2 separate regions of the Mus musculus genome follow, and region 1 is linked to region 2. Evidence: chromatin contacts called from public HiCAR-type data. All regions are on one chromosome and are shown on one strand. The core of a region is the stretch at or near the end of the contact, and the rest is flanking DNA. Distances in the headings are between cores, read along the strand shown.

Evidence for each region. HiCAR-type assays count read pairs that join an accessible place to other places.
Region 1: a contact with region 2 is called in a HiCAR-type map of astrocytes, with 12 times the contacts expected there. The contact joins the promoter of Chl1 here to the promoter of Pdzrn3 in region 2. A contact is called at or near these places in 1 of 39 promoter capture datasets (hippocampal neurons) and 1 of 115 datasets of contacts at active chromatin or transcription factors (astrocytes).

What each region holds. Positions count from the first base shown.
Region 1 is chr6:103,509,449-103,512,607 of GRCm38.p6, forward strand. Chl1 (cell adhesion molecule L1-like) reads left to right here and starts at 1,428. Exons shown (of 27, transcript NM_007697.2): 1 at 1,428-1,701.
Region 2 is chr6:101,376,506-101,379,565 of GRCm38.p6, forward strand. Pdzrn3 (PDZ domain containing RING finger 3) reads right to left here and starts at 1,392. Exons shown (of 10, transcript NM_018884.2): 1 at 661-1,392. The coding sequence starts at 1,383.

The DNA of each region.
Region 1 (3,159 bases), core at 178-2,677, 2.1 Mb after region 2:
TGTTTCTCTGGCCAAAATAGAGTTTTCTGTTTCTTTTGCCCAGGAAATGCCACCCCAGAAAGTGGTAAATTTGAGACCAACTTGGCTTTGTATCTCTCCTGGGGCTCCTAAATCTTGGAAATGGTTTCCTACAGGCTCAGTATTTTCCTTGTTGGAATTTATTTCAGTTTCCTTTGTTTCTACTTTAGAAAACATGCCGCATGAATAATGATGCCTCCGGCAGAGGAATCACTCCAGTAGCACAGTTTAAACCTAGGACACATCCTGCCCTCACTTGCATTTCTAATATGCCAGCACAGTCAGTAGGAATTGTGCCCACACACGAACTAACAGCCTTGAGCCCTCAAGGTTAGAAATTATGAACATGGAAAGGCCCATTTATTCATTTCAAAACATTTGATGTAACTGCTTCTGAGGCAGAATCCCAAGTCTCCGTCCTTCTTGTTGATCCCAGTCATGACATCCAACTCTGAGGATAGCACAGAGCCATAAATGTCCTCATTGTTTAGTGCACTAGATGAGAACAAGACAAGACTGTAAGATCAAACCTCCGTGGAGTAAAAGTTAGAAGTCAGTAATTCCATTACTGTCAAAGAGCACTTACATGCAACAGGATTTTTTTTTTAAAGCAACATTGTATGAACATTTTCGAAAGTATCATCAATGTGTGGAAGAAAAAAAATAATGAAAGAGTGTGCTCACCAGTTAGATTGCCAAAGTTTGTAGCCCCTCTTTACTGCACCCCTAAAACAAACATCATGTTTGCTGGTAAAAAGAGATACATACAACATCAGGAGTGGGCTTTGGCGCTGGGAATAAGCAAGGAAAGCTTGTATTCTATAGCGCTGTATTAATAGAGAGTAAATAGGAAAACGTCACTGATCAATCTGGAGAAGTCCAGATGGTAGTGGGGCACAAATTGTACATTAGATAACAGTAGAAGAGCTTTTTAAATTTATGCCTGCACTGATTTGACAGCTAATGGAGATGGTTCTTTTGTAAATTAAATTGCAAGTCCCATCGCCCTCCTAAATAAAGAAGCAAAACCGGCAAGACTTTAAGAAAAAAAAAAAAAAAGTGGTACAAGGTACCACACCCCTCAGCCATACAGCAAAGGGTAAAAGAGACTGGGAGCCTGTGTGTGGAATGTGGACAGAGGAGGGTGGACCAGGGAGCAGAGGGGAGGGGTTTCTTTTCGGTTTCTCAGTGGCAAGGCGAACCCGGCAGCTACCCTGTCTCTTTGAGGGCTTAGAGATGTTAAAAATGACAAGCAAAGTTTTCTCTTTGTCCCTCGCTTTTCATAAAACCAAAGTCTCAAGCCTGTAGCTGCCTCTTGTCCCAAGGGAGTGTGTGTAAGAGGGAGGGAAAAGAAGCCGTGTGGGTGAGGGTGGCAGAGCAGATCCCGGGGACAGCAGAAAAGAGGCGCGAGCTAGTCGTCTCCGGCAGGAGGGCGTGGATACCGGTACAAGCTCGAACAGGTCCAGCCTTCTGGAGACCTGTGCCAACAGCAGGAGGGGGCAGACGGGATCTCTGTGGGCAGATCGGGGTGTGGATCAGCGGGAAGCGCCCAACTAGAAACTCCCTTGGATTCTCCAAGAGGCGCTGGACCTCGTTGGTCCCCTTTGCCCCAGTGATCCAGCTTTAGGAGAAGTTTTCCCAAGAGAAGGTACCAGACAGATCGGATGTCAAGAGGCGGCTCAGGTGAGTCTATTTGCGCGTGCCTTACAAGAAATGGGACTCTCTCCATCTGCCCTTTAGTCAACTCTTTGAGGGAGGTGGAAGGAAATCAAGGGCTTGCTCCTGGGAGAAGAGCAACTCTTTATGAAAGGGAAATGGTGCACATCCCTGGGTTCCGTCCTTGCCCAAAATGGGAGTGGCTCAAGGTCCCTTCCCTAACCTGAGAAGAGGCGCCACCTTTCGTAGCACCGCCGCAGGTGGCTAAGGCTGGATTTTTTGACAGCTCCAGGTCAGTGGATGGAGTAAACAAGCTTCGGGGACCCCTGCACCTCCAAGCTGCCAACCTTCGGTAGGCTGATTTGTCTTTCTTCCAACATAGCCACCGCCCGCCTCCTTACCTTAGGGAGAGGATGCATACCCTCCATAGACCATAGCCTTCAGGGAGTGGGGGGCAAGTACTACATTTCTCTCCACTAACCCCCTATAGGTGTTGGGGTCCAGACTTTCTAACCCCAGCCCCAAATTCCCTATCTAGCTGTTAAGTCTCTAGAGATGCATCTTGCTTGCAGTGGTGTTCCCTAAATGCCTACAGCTTGGAATGAATGATCGATCTGTGAACTGCCAGCTTAGGGAAAAGATAGAAGCAGAGCACTCCATCTCAACCGAACACGGTGGGGGCTAGAAGGCAGGTCGGGGGGTCCCCCGGTTGCCATGACTCCCTTGTAGCCAAGCCCCGGGAGCTAGGGATGCCAGTCACGGACAGTCCCTTTTTCCTCTTTGTGCCTCTCCTATCCTCTTTCTCTGTCTCTTCCTATTTTTTCCTCCCGTGAGTGAAAGTGTGCGTAGGGAGAGAGCAGGGAGCAAATGATTGATTTGGAGAAAGAGGATTGGAGCCGAGAGGCTGGGGAAACCTGGCTGTCTTCATCCCTGGGTCCCTTGGCTGAGAAGAACCTCACTTTCTCAGCGAGGGGCAGAGCTGAGGAATTCCTGTGAAAAATCTGGGGCGGGAGGAGCAGCGGCACCATGATTCAGGTATTGGAGACCAAAGCAGCGAGGGAGCTGGGTGGGTGGTCTGCGGTCGGGTTGAGAGGATGGGCGGGGAGTGCGAGTAGCCAGCAAGCACGAGCAGGTGTGCGTGGCACTGAGCGGCTGGGCGGGGAAGGAGCTTCCGACTCTGCCTGGGGAGAAAGGAGATCAATACCGCCCCGCAGGCCAGAACTGAGAAGAGCTGGCTGGTAGCAGCCAGCGGAAGGCGTGTGCACCACAGCGCGCTCCCGCTGCTGGAAATAGTGGGAGATTTGCGCGTGCGCGTGGGTGCTGACCTAGGTAACTCTTGGAGGTACATCAAGGTAGAGCGCTGGAGCGCGCGCCTGGCTGTGAGTTCCAGCCCTATCTACTCTGGAATGTGTGGCTTAGAGTAGTTATTTATTCTGTGTCTCAGTTTCTCTCTTACTAATGGGTATCAATTCATCCCATTTTGAG
Region 2 (3,060 bases), core at 142-2,641:
AGGAACCATAGTTTCCAACTTTAGAGAGGGATTGAGCTACTTGCTCAAGGTCAGCAGCCAGTGAGTTGGCAGGAAAGTGCATGTTTGAATCCAGCCTTTACACCGGGGCCTCTCTCCTGGCATCCCTTTCAAGCTGCACCATAAGGGCTCTGCTGCCACCTTTCCCCCTTTGCATCGCAGCAGATACACTCCAGGTCGCCCAATGGAGTGTCACATCCACACAGACCATGGCTCTGATCTTAAGCCAAGATGAGCAGCTTCCTGGGTCTCAGGCTGGTGTGCAGGCCAAAGCCTCTCAACACCTCCCTGACTCTGGAGTCATGCTCTCTGTTCCTACCCTACACTTGGTTGTAAGTTCCTTTTAGTGTTCGCAGACACACTCTGGCCCCCCAAAACTGCCGTAGCTTCAATTCACCCTATATGTCCTGCCTTTTGGGACCACAGTTTCTCAGTTGGAATTAGTTAAGTAACCCGCACGGAGTGATACAGCTGGCAAGCGCTGCTAACAAGAGGAGGCCGGAGATGCACCCAGGAAGACCCTGGCATCCTATATTCAACGGACCTGGGTGGGACTCTGGGTCAGCTAAAGAGGGTGGAGAGAGGAAGGGAGAGAGAGGGAGAGAGAGAGGCAGAGATGGAGAGAGAAGAGAGATTGCTTACCTTGCCGCCTGGCGGCGCGGCCACGCAGCGGCTGAGCGAGTCGAGGCGCGCGCTGTACTCGGTGAACTTCTTCTGGTAGCGCAGCGCGGTCATCTGCAGTTCGAGCTGCGCGGCGGCCAGCTGCGCCACCAGCGACTTCTCGCGCTTGCCGGCCCGCAGCGCCTCCTTCTTGAGCGCCTTGTGCAGCGCGCCCAGGCGGGCCTGCAGCGCTCCGTTGTGCGCCCGCAGAGCCCGCGCGCAGCAGTGGCCGCCCGCCCGCTGCTCGCCGTGCGTCAGCGGCAGCCCGCAGCCCTCCTGGCAGCGACCCACGGGCCGCGCGTCGCACGCGTCGCGCATGTGGGCCTCCACGTCGCGTCGCAGCAGCAGCTGGCCGCAGCCCGCGTGGCGGCAGCGCGCGGGCGCGAAGTCGCAGCGCTCCAGGTGCTCGGGCAAGTCCTGCAACTTGACCACCCGGCCGCAGCCCCGCGCCGCGTGCGCGCACTTGATGTCCAACTTGAGGATGAGACGCTTGAGGGGCAGGACGTGGTTGAGCTCCTTGGCCGATAGGCGACCGCGACAACGCGCGGGGCAGCTGCCCTCCTGCACTACCCAGGGCAGCACGCAGCCGGCGCAGAATACGTGGCCGCACGGGGTGGTCAGCGGGTCCTCCAGGACCTTGTGGCACAAGGCGCACTTCAGATCAGGGTCCACGTCGCCGTCGAAGCGATCCAACTCGAAACCCATGGTGGCGGCCGGGGCCCGGTGTCGCCGCCGGGCGACCGGCCGCCCCCTCCCTCCCTCCCTGCGAGGCGGCCCAGACACGCCGGCTACGCCGCCCGCTCTCTAGCTCGCTCTCCCAGGACTGAGCCTAATTGCTCCAGACTTCCTCGGAAAATGCCCGAGGAACAGGACTCCTCCGGCCGTATTGGCTCGAGCGCAAGCGCACTAACATCCTGCCTCTGGGGCCTCACGACCCTCTTTTGGCCATAGGGAGGGGGCCTCGAGGCACAAGAGGCTGAGTTTGACCACAAAGCAAGGAGACCTGCCAGAGACCGGAGATGGGCCCCCTCTTAGGGTCTCCTCTCCGCTTTCTTGGAGGATTCTCTAAGAGACAAAATACGCCAGCAGAGAGCATCTCCCTCGGTTTGGAGCTGCGTCTGTGGCTCTCGCCCACAGAAGTTTCCTGCCACATCAGGACTTTTCATTCCCCACCTCCTTCTTTCTCCTGTGTCTGCCTTTTAGAGTGAAAAATATCTAAGGCCCTGCTATCTCTGTATTTACGGTCGTTATTTATTTATTTCACTCGGGGGAAAGTTACAGCGGCTGCTGGACGCTCAGGCTGAAACTTTGGTCCCAACCAGAAGATCTGCAAACTGCAGTGTTTAGCAGCTAGAGGTTTCCAGGACCAGAAGGCGAATTTGCAGGAATCAGATCTCCCCTCCAGCTGTCTGGATGGGACAGGCCAGAGTGGTTGGCTGGATCCCATTCTTACACCTCTATAAAGAGGGCACTACAGTACCTCAAGCATTTTGCTCAGTTTCTAAACTGGTCCCTTAAAAAAAAAAAAACAAAAAACAAAAAACAAAACAAACAAACAAAAAAAACAAAAAACAAAACAAACAAACAAAAAAAAAAAAAAACAGCGCTACAATGTTGCGAGAGCATACTTTAGCTCCACTTGAAAACTATTGCCCCCACCCCCCCCCCAACCCCCGCCCCGTTACTGGAGCCTTGACTCTGGTGGTTTAAGAGATGGAGGAGTTTAAAACTTCAAGTCCCTGTAGCAACGCCTACCCCAGCCAACTTGCCAACAACATCCCTTCAGCTTGTTTTTGTTGTTGTTTTGTTTTCCTTAAATTAATTTATTTATTTATTTATTTATTTATTTATATGCTTATTGTTTTATCTCCATTTTCCCACTGGAGCAGTTCAAAGAATCGCTCTTTGAACTGAATCAAAGACAGGCTATTTGAGAATTTTGGGTCCTTTCAGATTGTGAACCAATGGTTCACCAGGAGCTTGAGTGTGTATCCGCGCTAAAAGAGCCTACCAGCCACGGAGAAGCTGCTGGTCTCTACACAGCCTGGATTTTAGCTTGATGGAAAAACCCTTGCCGTCTGGACCTTTCTCTTCTACTCCAGAGAAGCTTTTCAAGCCCAGTAGCAAGCCTGGCACTGGGTGGAAACACCACTTGGGGGATACCAGGCTAAGTGGAAAGTTCATAATGTGGGATACCAGTCTAAGTAGAAAGTTCATAACATTACCCATGCCTTTGGTAGTTTTTGTTTTTGTTTTACTACCTCCCAAGGCTGTAGACATTCCTAAGAAACACTGGTGAGAGTAATGTCAAGTTCTGGAATTCTCATTCGGAATCTGCTGCCAGATTCTCTAGAGAATCTGGAAATGGAGAGCTAAGAATTT